Regions from separate parts of the Danio rerio genome. Here regions 2 and 3 are each linked to region 1. The links are chromatin contacts, called in public HiChIP or PLAC-seq and Micro-C maps. All regions are on one chromosome and are shown on one strand. The core of a region is the stretch at or near the end of the contact, and the rest is flanking DNA. Distances in the headings are between cores, read along the strand shown. Region 1 holds the start of unkl (unk like zinc finger). Region 2 holds the start of il21r.1 (interleukin 21 receptor, tandem duplicate 1). Region 3 holds the start of pdpk1a (3-phosphoinositide dependent protein kinase 1a).

Region 1 (4,433 bases), core at 1,155-3,654:
ATTTATTCAGTTTTTAAATTCATTTCAGTATAATTATTGACTACTATGAACATATTCATGATTTATTTACAACACAGTTCGTAAAGTAATATTTTCTGTCTTTTAGTAGATATATTATATAAAAGACGTGGTTTGTTTACCAAATAAAGTGGCTCTAATAGGACCTGCATTGTAAACATAAAATAAAAGTTAAAAAGGTATTATTTTTTACTTAATATATTACGTTTTTAGCTATGATACTCCCAAAATCATTCTGCACAAATCCACAGATTTTTAACAAAATTATTCGCAAAAAAATGTCCACAGATTCTGTCTGGCCCTAATAATTAGCCTCTAGTTAATACTTAAACTAAGGAGTTAGCATTATTTATATATAGCAAACAACATAACTTGAGCCCAATGTTTTTAACAACTTAACTGAGATAAAACCCCATATCAGGAGTAAACTGAAGTAATTCAGAGGCTGCATGAACGTTTTTATATTCAAAAAGGGAGACTGCGAATATTCTAACAACTTTTGGCGTGCTTGGTAAACACATGAGTTTTTAAGAAGCGAGGGAATTGTAAACAGTGTAACAGCAAAGAGCCAATCAAAAATAGAGTACGTGCACAGGATAGCCAATCAAAAGGCAGAAAACGGGGGGCGTGTCTTTGGGCTCCTAAAGAGCAAAACACAAGGAAAGCAACAAACACCACCCCCACTGTCACCATCATCACCATCATCATCATCATCATCATCATCAGCCTGACCTTCATTTCCAAACTGAAGTTACACATTTCTGTTAGACAGATTAGACTAGGAACCGAGAGACGATACAGCAGTTAAAAGTGGAAGTGAAACTCGAGATAAAAACACACACAAAGGGCGAAAGACAACTTGCTCTACAAGGGAAAGTGATATCCATTAGTCAATCTCAGACATACACGGGGAGTAAAACATTAACGTAAAGTAAACACCATAGTGAGTTTACAAGGCAATCATCTGCTACATATTTCACAAAGAGGGTGTGTGCTGCTCAAAAAAGACGAGTCAAAACATTTCTACATGCTCGTGGTTACTGAAAAGTCTCAATGTCTCGTGTCAAATGTGTTTATAATAGTCTGATCTTACAGAAACCACAATGATAAAAACACCGTCTTCTTCTCAAGCACGTTGTCGACCAAAACAGAAGCACGTCCACAGCGCGCGTTGGCGCGTAAAGGTGACCATTGTGTGTAAAAATGATATATAAAGCAACTTACTCGTCTCCGTCGGGACATATCCCTGTTGTTTCATCATACTTCGTGCAATACACATCTGGGCTGTAATTAAAAGTCCCGTCTCTTCTCCGTATGGGTCTCCGTCTTCGCTGGTTTAGAAAATGCCAGTGGAAACATGTAAAGGGTCTATGCTGTGTGCATTTGTGCTGCAAAAACAGTGGGCACTGCTCGGTCCTGAACTCCTTCAAATATCTAGAATTCAGACAGAAAAGGCACGGTCAAACGCTTTATAATCAATCACATCCGCGCCAAACACCACTACGGACCGATGTAAACAAATCAGAATGGACAGAATGGGACGCAGGAATGTCAAACTACGTTCAAAGTTTGTGGCTGTATTCACTGCGTAGTTTCTTACACGCTGCCATTCCACAACAAAACTAGCCCCAGATAAACATTCCGCGACGCGTTCAGAAGCTAGAAACATACAATGATCGTTTTATGTGTTTGTGAACATCTACACAGGAACAAATTGTGTTTCGTAGTGTTAAAATTCCACCGTGAGCCATTTATCGAGGCTCTCCAGCATAACATTAGAAGCTTACGCCAAGTACTCCGCGATTAGCGTTCGGAGTTACGTTAAATCTTCGACGTACGTTCCATTCAAACCAATGGTGCGTACGCCGCGAAAAGAACGTAGAGCAAGAAACACGGGCCGAGGAAGGAGGCGGATGCAGCTAACAAACCAGCCTGCTAGCTACATCTAGCGAGCGTCTCAACTCGCTCGCTTTACTGCTGTGCAGTGTACATGTCTTCGAGCTCTCACACAAGCAGACATTGGCCAAATAAGCAAAGAGCACTTTCTTAAGTTTTACAATGCACATAGCGCGCGCAAAGCATTAAAACGGAAAATAAGTCCGCGTTTAGCGGAGATGAGATTGTTGATTTGATCAACATTGAGATTTGAGAGCCGCGTGCATTCGGAAGAATTTACAAAAGGAAAAGCACCATTTTAAAACGCACAGAGGGAGAGGAAACAGCACGCCTTACGATTATAAACCCGACAGGCGACTGTCGAATAGTCATCGCGTTGCGCAGAAATGTAATTTAGTCCGTTTAATGTTTACTTACGTATAGTGGGTTGGTTTCTCGGTTTGAGGAGAAGCGCTCGCCGCCGTTTTCGAAACCGACGGCATTTTCAGTCAAAACAATAATAGCGCGTGCGCGGGGACCCTCTCGTCTACTCATGCTCTCGCGCGCCGCTGCAAGGCCAATATGAGCAACTGGCGGGACAAACAAATAAAAGACAATGGCCATGCTGCATAGCACCACTGCTGTAACACGATTCCTCATCCTCACACAATAACCACACGCTTATTTGCTTGCAGTTACACGACGTTCGAACAAGCATAGGAAAAACACAATAAAACAAAAAAAGTATTTGCGTATCTGTAATTAATGTACGCTTTTTAATTTCCCCGAATCATTTTAAATTTATTTGAGTGTCGTGTAGTTTAATGTAGCGGCTGTGTTTATAGTTCTTTTTATTTCCTTACGTTTTGAATTTTAATGTGAACATATAACGTAATGTGTATTAAACATCTGCCAAGAATTGTGAATTTCGAAATAATTTTTCGAAAAGAATTTCAGTGGTAATAATTATTACACTTATTTTTTCAGGGCATATGAAATATTCAAAGTTGTATTTTATACAATAAAGCTAAATTGCACTATTCTGAAAGGTAAACAATGCAGATGAAGCGAAACATCAGAGGGGGAGCTGTGTTGCGTTGCACCAATGAGAAACAGAAACGTCACACGTGGGCGTATCTAAGGGACAAGCCTCAGAAATATATAAATAGAAGCCCAGCCCTCATATTTCAAATACAAGATCCGCCGAGTAGAAGATCGTGGTACAAAGAGGTTTGTGTAAGTAAGCTGTATTTTATTTTGGTAGAAATTATGGTAAAAGACAGTAATAGTAGTACTTACAGGAAAGCTAACTTTCAACTAATCTTCGAGTTATTTGCAGAGCTGGTCGGATTTTTGGGTTCTCGTGCTTAATGACAGATATTTTTCTGGCTAATTTATTATTAGCTTAGATTAATGTTGTGGATATCTCAGTAATACTTAATTGAATAATGTATGGAATTTTTATTATCACGTGTATGGCTTTTTGTCCTCGTAGCCTTGTATCGCATGTGGTATGTGGTAATTATGTGCTGCTTTATCAATCTACGTTTTTGCCCGCCATTTTGGACAATGGTTTGTTCAGCTTGTTCTTGACGGGGTCGAGTTGCCGGTTGTTGCATTGTTGCTGCATTCAAATAACTCTCCCTTGTGCCTCTGCGCATTTTCCCGCCGTTTCTAAGTCAGCTAATCTTTGCTATTCCCTTTGAAAGTGTGCTTGGTGTTGTGTTGAGGTTTGAGAGGGAAACTGTTTCTCTGCTGCAGATGGAGGCTGATGCCGGAGAGGTTGACCGAATATAACCGCTCGTGTTTTGGCGCAAATCTATTTCAGTAGCGTTTGTTTTATTTTAGGACACGTGCATGAAGTTTAGCTGATGTATAATAATTTCAACCTTTTATTACTGGTTTCAATTTACTTTGCACAATATTAGAATATGGTAATTTGTATGATTTATGTAGCTGCATCTTAGCGGAAGTGGTGCAAGCAGTCTGTAATACCCGGATGATGCCGCCATTTTAAGTCCACTGCTGTTTTTCTTTTTTAACCTCAAATGAATGCATTTATAACATTTTTGTGTTTTTCACCTAGAAATTGAAAAACAATGGCCCGTACTAAGCAGACCGCGCGTAAATCCACTGGAGGAAAGGCGCCAAGAAAACAGCTGGCAACTAAAGCCGCCAGGAAAAGCGCGCCCTCTACTGGAGGAGTGAAGAAGCCTCACAGATACAGGTGAGCGAATGAGACGCGCTGAGTGACATTAACAGACACAAAGATGTCTATCTTCTGTTTTACACGTTTAAATTTTTACATTTCAGGCCCGGAACTGTTGCTCTGAGAGAAATTCGTCGTTATCAGAAGTCAACAGAGTTGCTCATCCGCAAGTTGCCGTTTCAGCGTCTGGTCAGAGAAATCGCACAGGATTTCAAAACTGACCTGAGGTTCCAGAGTGCTGCTATTGGCGCTCTTCAGGTGAGATTATATTGTAATGAATATAAATATAACTTTATAGGAATGTATATAGGAGGTTAAATACGATTAATGT
Region 2 (4,038 bases), core at 963-3,462, 420 kb after region 1:
TCACCATGTTTAAGTGTTTTTGCAGAAATCATTGCTGCACTCAGCAGAGAGTAATGTGTATGATTTAGCATAGCGTGAACTTACCTGATTTCAAATGAGAACTGCAGAGGCAAGCATTTTTAATTGGGTCCTCACTCCATTCAGCTCCCTTTTAGTCAAAGACGTCTGTGGTTGGCATTAAAAGCAGTGTGGTGTACGGTAAAAGCTATGTTTTCTATTTTTCAAATTCGCCATCCATTTTTGCTGTTGCAACCGGTCTTTTTTTTGCAACCAGGAACCCATGTGAGGTCATGTAGTTTGTTCTGTAGACCAGTGGTTCCATGCAAAGCATATAAAAATGAAAAGAGAAATCTTAAAGAGGAATTGCATACCTTAGGATATCAGGATTTCTTAATAAAAGGTTTTTTAAAAGATGGTTTAAATTCAGGGAGACAAATTAAGGCAATTATAAGATTCAATTATAGTGGATTATAAAATAGAACTTTTAATTCTTATAATAGAAATTAAAGTTCAGTCTTTTCACACTCCATCACAGTAGGTGATGATATGCACCTCTAAAGTTGGTTCACAACGCTCCATAAAACCAAGAAGAAGAACCGAAAAAAAGAGGGGTCTGGCTGCAGACTCGGTACAGTGCAATGTGAGCTGCATCCAATGCTTTTTAATGTGCTCACCTAACGCCACCCCTAACCCTACCGGTCACACTGACGTCACTCACTCCATTGAGTGCATTGTGTCTGACATTGCATCGCTGAGTGATGCAATCTCAGCCTGCATCATAAAGGCTGCATCCAGATAATATTGTCCGAAACTGCATACTTCCATACTATACAGTAAGCTAAAATCAGTATGCAAGCCGAGTAGTATGTCCGAATTCATAGAATTCGAAAATCAGTATGCGAGAAGTATCCGGATGACTTATAACTTCCAGCGAGATTCTGAAGTGCGCATTCCATGCACGCTGCTCTATCCTATGATGCCCCGCAAGCCAATTTATGAATGGAAGTGAAGCAGTGCAAATGACGCAGGTAGGTCACATGACCATGACAAAATGGCAGGTGTAGTACGTCCGACTTCCATTCGTACTTTTCACATTCATACTTTATAGAACATACTTTTCTAACGGCTGAGTAGTAAGTTTAAATTCAAATGCAGTACCTAATGAGTAGTAGGCGGTTTCGGACGCAGCCAACTGGTTCGCAAAGTGGGGGTCGGGACGCTCTGGAGGGTTGCGGGACATTGACCGGGTCGCTTGGTGATTTCCAAAAGTCAAACAGTTTTCTTAAACTATAAGAATCACTTTATTTTATCCATAACCCACAGAAGATAAAATAGTAGAAAAAAGCAACAACATGCAAATGAAAATCCGTCAGCCCTTAAATTACTTTTTTTCACAAGATTAGTGTGTTTACGTTAGATTAACAACTCAGCAATAGCGTCAGCTGCAGCAAATTGATATTATAGCACCAGGGTAAACTCTCTGACACCTTTATGGCAGTCAAATACATTAAATATTAATACAGACCACAACTGAACATTGAGGATGATCTCTGATTATAGCAGTCTCCAAAATTAAACCAAGAATAGACTTGTTTCTGTTGTCAATATGCTAATGTTTTGTAGTTCCTATTGTTGTATGTGCAACGCTTGCATATTTATAACCACCTAAGAGGATTTTGGGGGTCACAAGTCACTAACATTGTTATTTTAGGGGTCGTGGGCTGAAAAGTTCGGGAACCCCTTCTGTAGACAATCAAAAAATATAACATTGCTTAAGGGGGCTAATAATATTGACCAAAAATGGTTCAAAAATTAAAGCATCTTTCATTCTAGCCAAATAAAACACAACTCTTTCTCCAGAAGAAAGAATATAATGGGAAATACTGTGAAATTGTCTTCCGCTGTTAAACATAATTTAGGAAATATATGAAAAAGAAAGGGAAAATCACAGGAGGGCTAATATTTTTGTAATAGTTTGTTTATTTCAGCATTATAAAATCACAAACATCATCACTGACTTTATTTATAGTTTCAATTTCATGCCAGGTCATCATTTCTATGTTACAGTAATCTGAAATGTGAACATCTTGACGCTGCATTTTTCTTTTATCAAGCCCCCGAAGAGTCACGTCTACACAACAGGAAAGTCCTTAGTTGGTCTCATGGAGGCGGAGCCTAGTATGCGCCTGCTTTACCACAACCACATCCACTCAGTCTTTCTTCACAAGCTCTCTGACTGTGCGTGTAGATGGGCAGATTGACACAGTGTAAATGTCACCATGCTATGCACAACTGCTATTTGATTATAAACTGGATCATTTTGGATATTCATTCTTGTAAATTGGTTCAATGGGAATATTATTAAGGTAAGATTTAAGACTTCTCTGTTTATTTTAAAAGATACTTTAAGCTAAAATAATCAAAAATGTATGCGTATGTATGAATGTACAGATGCTGGTACTGTTTTTGTCCAGAGCAGTTTCAGTTTGTCTTCATTAACGCTTCAGTTGAACCACAATTTAAAGGCATATTTTGTAGTCGTTTTTGATTATTCATTACTTTTTTAAGGTATTTCAGCGCTGTTGCTTTTTTTTTTTTTTTTTAATGAAAGGGTCCCAACGATTTTGTCCACATCTGTATATTTATATTAGTTTAGGCTGTATATGTAGCTTGCATATGTATTATTATTTAATGGTGACACTGTGGCTCAGTGGTTAGGACTGTCGCATAACAGCAAGAAGTTCGCTGGTCAGTTGGCATTTCTGTGTGGAGTTTGAATGTTCTCCCTGTTCATGTGGATTTCCTCCGGGTGCTCCGCTTTACCCACAATCCAAAGACATGCGTTAGGTGAATAAATAAACTAAATTGTCCGTAGTGTATGTGTTTGCATGAGTGTGTATGGGTGTTTCCCAGTGATGGGTTGCAGCTGGAAAGTCATCCGCTGTGTAAAACATATGATTGATGAGTTGGCGGTTCATTCCACTGTGGCAACCCCAGATGAATAAAGGGACTAAGCTCAAGGAAAATGAGTAAATTAATTATTATTATTTTTTGGGGGTATTTATGTTGTTTTTGAGTTAAGTTGATGTATTAAATTACTCATAATATAGAATTAAATTTAATTTGAAAATATTATTTAGACTTATTAATTTATACATGATAAAACCCGACACACTTATTTGAACCAAACCAATGCTTTAAAATTACGTGTTTACTTTCCTTGCAGTGTGCATGTGGCCTCTGTACAATGCATTTGAGCAGGGCTGACCACAGTTTCTTTCCCTCTTCCTCCATGATGGCTTCATGGCGAGCCACATTCTTGCTTGTTGTTTGTGGACTTCTACAGTGCTGTAAGTCTACATCTATTGCAGCACATTTGGTTTCTAAAAAATCAAAGCATAATCCTAATAACCTCTAATAATAATCACATATACAGTTTGTCAGAATTATTAGCCCCCTTTGAATTTGTTTTTCTTTTTTACATATTTCTCAAATGATTTTTAACAGAGTAAGGAAATTTTCACAGCATGTCTGATAATATTTTTTTCTTCTGGAGAAAGTCTTATTTGTTTTATTTCAGCTAGAATAAAAGCAGTTTTTAATTTTTTTAAACACCATTTTAAGGACAAAATTATTAGCCCCTTTAAGCTATATATTTTTTGATTGTCTACAGAACAAACCATCTTCACACAATAACTTGCCTAATTACCCTAACCTGCCCAGGTAACATAATTAACCTAGTTAAGCCTTTAAATGTCACTTTAAGCTGTATAGAAGTGTCTTGAAAATGTCTAGTCATATATTATTTACTGTCATCATGGTAAAGATAAAATAAATCAGTTATTAGAGATGAGTTATTAAAACTATTATGATTAGAAATGTGTTGAAAAAATCTTCTCTCCGTTAAACAGAAATTGAGAAAAAATAAATAAACGGGGCTAATAATTCTGACTTCAACTAAACACTGTAAAAAAAAGAAGAGTAGACTCAACTTAAAATTTGACGGTAGACATTTTCAGGACATTTTTGAATCATTTT
Region 3 (3,926 bases), core at 544-3,043, 480 kb after region 1:
TTTTTTTTTTTTTTTTTTTTGCCAAGATACATTGTGAATCACAATGATTGATTTTCCTTTAATTTAATAACAATTACAGGAATAATAAGTGAAGTAATATACATTGCAAAGAAGTTCGTAGATTCTTTTGATTATGTTTTTTAAACCTTCAGTTCTAAAAAGCTTGTTAATTCAGCATTCAGGTGATACATAAATACATTGTATTTTAAATGACACTTAGGGTCTTATTAACACATTAGACATGTTTTTGTGCTGTTTATATATAATATAATGTGTTTTTGTGTGCTGCTATATATATAATGTGTGTGAATTGAATTGAACATAAAATACTTTGTAATATAGTGTTGCAGAAAAAACAGCTAGGCTACTTAAATTGCTTAGCGTAATTGAGTACACTGACTCGAAACACCGACCTTCTTGCTGTGAGGCAACAGTGATTGTTAATTTTTAAGTGTATTTTTATTTTATTATAAGCCATTTTTCATTCCCTTAATTTTTATTTTTTTTCACTCTTGAGGTTTTGTTGTTGTTATTGTTGTTGTTAAACAAAAAGGTTCCATTCAATCTTTTTTGGTTAACAATTATTTTGAAAGAAACCCTGTTTTAATCAAGGGGGAATAGTGTTTTTTAAGCAACCACTTTTATTGGGGCAAAGGGAAAAAAAGGCATAAAGAAACTTAATTTGTAAAAAAAAATATTTTAAAAAATCTGGAGGACATTTAATAACAAGTACCTATTGTTCATTGACATGTTTGATGTTAAAAGTTCTTTATTGTATCATAGATGGTGATAAAACCCCTTTATTATTCTTATTAACCCTGTAAAGTGCTTAGCATAATTGAGTACACCCAGTTTTCATTCATTCATTCATTTTCTTGACGGCTTAATCCCTTTATTTATCCGGGGTCGCCACAGCGGAATGAACCGCCAACTTATCCAGCAAGTTTTTACGCAGCAGATGCCCTTCCAGCTGCAACCCATCTCTGGGAAACATCCCTTTTTGAAAAAAATATATTTTTCTCTATTTTTCTGTGAAATTGACAATGCATTTTTGGGGCATTTAAACAAAACAGATGTATAAAACGGATATATTTATTAAAATAATATTTTATCAATCATTAATTATTCATTTAATATTTAATGAACATATTTAGAAATTAAAATATAATATAATTAAATTCATGCTTAATATTGCAAAAAAAAAATCAACTAAATTTTAAATATTTTTTTTTTATTCTCTTGATATTTCCTCTTTTTAAAATTTGTATTTAATATTTTTCTATAATATATAAATTTGGCTGTACTATTTTTTGGACCGTTATTGTAAGTTATTTTGCTAGATAAGCTCCAGATTTGGCTCCAGTACTGACTAATGTATATACAGAGATATAATATTGTATATCTTCCTATTAAAAATGTGAATTTAAAAGACATATTTGTGAGCGGTGTACTCGTATATGCTGAGCACTGTATAACAAATCTCAATTCTGAATATAACTTTCAATTCATCTTTATTCAAGTATTTTAACAAGTGGTGCACCTTTAAACAGTCCCTCACCTCAACATTTTCATTCAGCTACTGTACATGTGGTTAGCTTCAGAATTGTGGTTACACTTAACTGAAACTGTTGTGCACAAAAAGAAAAAAAAAAAGATGTTTTTGTCACTTCGACAGGGTAAATATTTTGCGCTCTCTGCAGCGTAAACAAAGGCAGGTCTGAGTGAATGAATTTGAGTACTCGTAATCCTGGCTGAACACAAACAGCCCTCCCCTCTGCGGAAGCTCTACTGTACTTTATCAGCTGCTGGTTTTACTGCTTCTAAGGTGGTTTGGTTCCTCATTGCACACGCACCCGCATGTCTGACTCTGTGTCATGTTTGCTTTGTGTGTGTGTGTGTGTTTTGCTCGTTCAGTACGATGCTGCTCTCATCCAGCCTAGCGTGGCGTTGCGTTCCTGTGCTTCTTCATCAATGGTAAGGACTCAGCTGAACTCCAGGCTTCCTCAGCATCTCGGCATGGAGGTCCGTGGGGGGGAGTCCAGCACGCCTGCTCTCAAGCCTCCGCAATCATTCAAGAAGGAGGACTTCAGCTTTGGCAAAATTTTAGGAGAGGGCTCCTTTTCAACGGTGGGTGATTTTGCTGTTTTCAATAGCCCAGGTAGCAGATATTATGAAACAAAAACATACATGGAGAGATGTATTGTAAACTGACAGCTATTATTAGTAGTTGATTTGCTGTTGTAAGTTTGGTTTCATTTATTTGTTCAGACTCTCAAAAATGTGATTCTTTCCAGAACAAAATAATAATAATTAATGCTGCAAGCAGCAATGAAAGGGACCTCGCATTTAATTGATGTAATTAAATCATCTATGATTAATTATTTATGCTGTAAATATAGTATTTAGACAGATGTATAGTATAGTATAGTATAGTATAGTATAGTATAGTATAGTATAGTATAGTATAGTATAGTATAGTATATAATGAGCCTGTTTGCCACACCCACTTCTGAACCCCATATCAAACGTAAATTTTTGCCACTTCTGGTGTGTGTGCAAACTTTTATGAGTTTCTTTGCATGTTCAGACTCTCAAAATTTGATTTATTTCAGAACAAACAAAAATAATTAAAGCTGCAAGCAGCAATGAAAGGGACCTCGCATTTAATTAATATAATGAAATCATCTGTGATTGATTATTTATGGTCTAAATATAATATTTGGACAGATGTACAGTAAAGTACAGTATAGTATAGTGTAGTAAAGTACAGTACAGTATAGTAAAGTGACATTCTGGTAGTTGATTTGCTGTTGTTACTTTGGTTTCATCGATATGTTGGGATTAAACGAACACTTTTAAGTTTCAGTAGCCCTAGAAATTGATTTGTCTCATGGGCCACTTCGTTGATTGTTTATAAGTGGTGCTGTCGAGCCCTTTCGCCACACCCTCTTCTGAAACCCATATCAAACATACATTTTTTTCCAATTCTGGTGTGTGTGTGCAAACTTTTGTGAGTTTTCGAGCATGTTCAAAATGTTGTGCAGTGTTGACCTTGCATTTAATTCATATAATGAAATCATCCGTGACTGATTATTTATGGTCTAAATATAGTATTTGGACATATGTGCAGTATAGTATAGTATAGTATAGTATAGTATAGTATAGTATAGTATTAAGTATAGTCAGTGAACAGATATGTTTGGTAGTTTAATTAACAAATTATCTTGCAATTAAAAGTTAAAAAATCAATAATATGTGAATTAAATATAGCATTTGGGCAAATCTTTTGTTTGTTCATACATTTTAAGTTTCAGTGGCCTTGGTATCAAAAATTAATTCGATAAAAACATTAATATGTGTGGTATAGCTAATATTTTGACAAATGTATAGTATAGTATAGTATAGTATAGTATAGTATAGTATAGTATAGTATAGTATAGTATAGTATAATATAGTATAGTATAATATAGTATAGTAGGTAACACTTTACAATAAGGTTCATTAGTTAATGCATTTACTAACATGAACTAATCATGAACAACACATGTACAGCATTTATTAATCCTAATTGAACATTTACTAATGCATTATTAACATTCAAGTCTGTGCTTGTTAACATTAGTTAATGCACCATGAGTTAACATGAACTAATAATGAACTACTGTATTTTCTTTAACGAACGTTAACTAACATGAACAAATACTGTAGTAGATATGCTGTTCATTATTTGTTCATGTTAGTAAATGCATTAATTAACATTAACTAATGAACCTTATTGTAAAGTGTGACCGTATAGTATAGTATAGTATAGTATTGTGACAGATGTTTTAGAATTTTATTTGCTGTTGTTACATTGGTTTCATTGATTTGTTGGAATATTTGCGCATTTGAGTTTCAGTAGCCCAGGTTTTAAATTATTTATAAAA

What was found. A called contact is a pair of places that touch in the nucleus more often than the background predicts. HiChIP or PLAC-seq counts read pairs in DNA pulled down with a chosen protein or histone mark.
Region 2: a contact with region 1 is called in a Micro-C map of caudal fin, with 2.9 times the contacts expected there. The contact joins the promoter of il21r.1 here to the promoter of unkl in region 1. A contact is called at or near these places in 1 of 18 Hi-C or Micro-C datasets (caudal fin) and 1 of 4 datasets of contacts at active chromatin or transcription factors (embryo).
Region 3: an H3K4me3 HiChIP or PLAC-seq map of embryo shows a contact between it and region 1, with 6 times the contacts expected there. The contact joins the promoter of pdpk1a here to the promoter of unkl in region 1.

Annotation. Positions count from the first base shown.
Region 1 is chr3:44,928,053-44,932,485 of GRCz12tu, reverse strand. It overlaps unkl (unk like zinc finger), which reads right to left and starts at 2,404. Exons shown (of 15, transcript XM_005164232.6): 1 at 2,332-2,404; 2 at 1,243-1,452. The coding sequence starts at 2,396. It overlaps h3f3a (H3 histone, family 3A), which reads left to right and starts at 3,084. Exons shown (of 4, transcript NM_212996.1): 1 at 3,084-3,129; 2 at 3,980-4,120; 3 at 4,207-4,360. The coding sequence starts at 3,993.
Region 2 is chr3:44,510,008-44,514,045 of GRCz12tu, reverse strand. il21r.1 (interleukin 21 receptor, tandem duplicate 1) reads left to right here and starts at 2,212. Exons shown (of 8, transcript NM_001113510.2): 1 at 2,212-2,366; 2 at 3,227-3,350. The coding sequence starts at 3,248.
Region 3 is chr3:44,446,578-44,450,503 of GRCz12tu, reverse strand. pdpk1a (3-phosphoinositide dependent protein kinase 1a) reads left to right here and starts at 1,793. Exons shown (of 13, transcript NM_001077344.1): 1 at 1,793-2,127. The coding sequence starts at 1,858.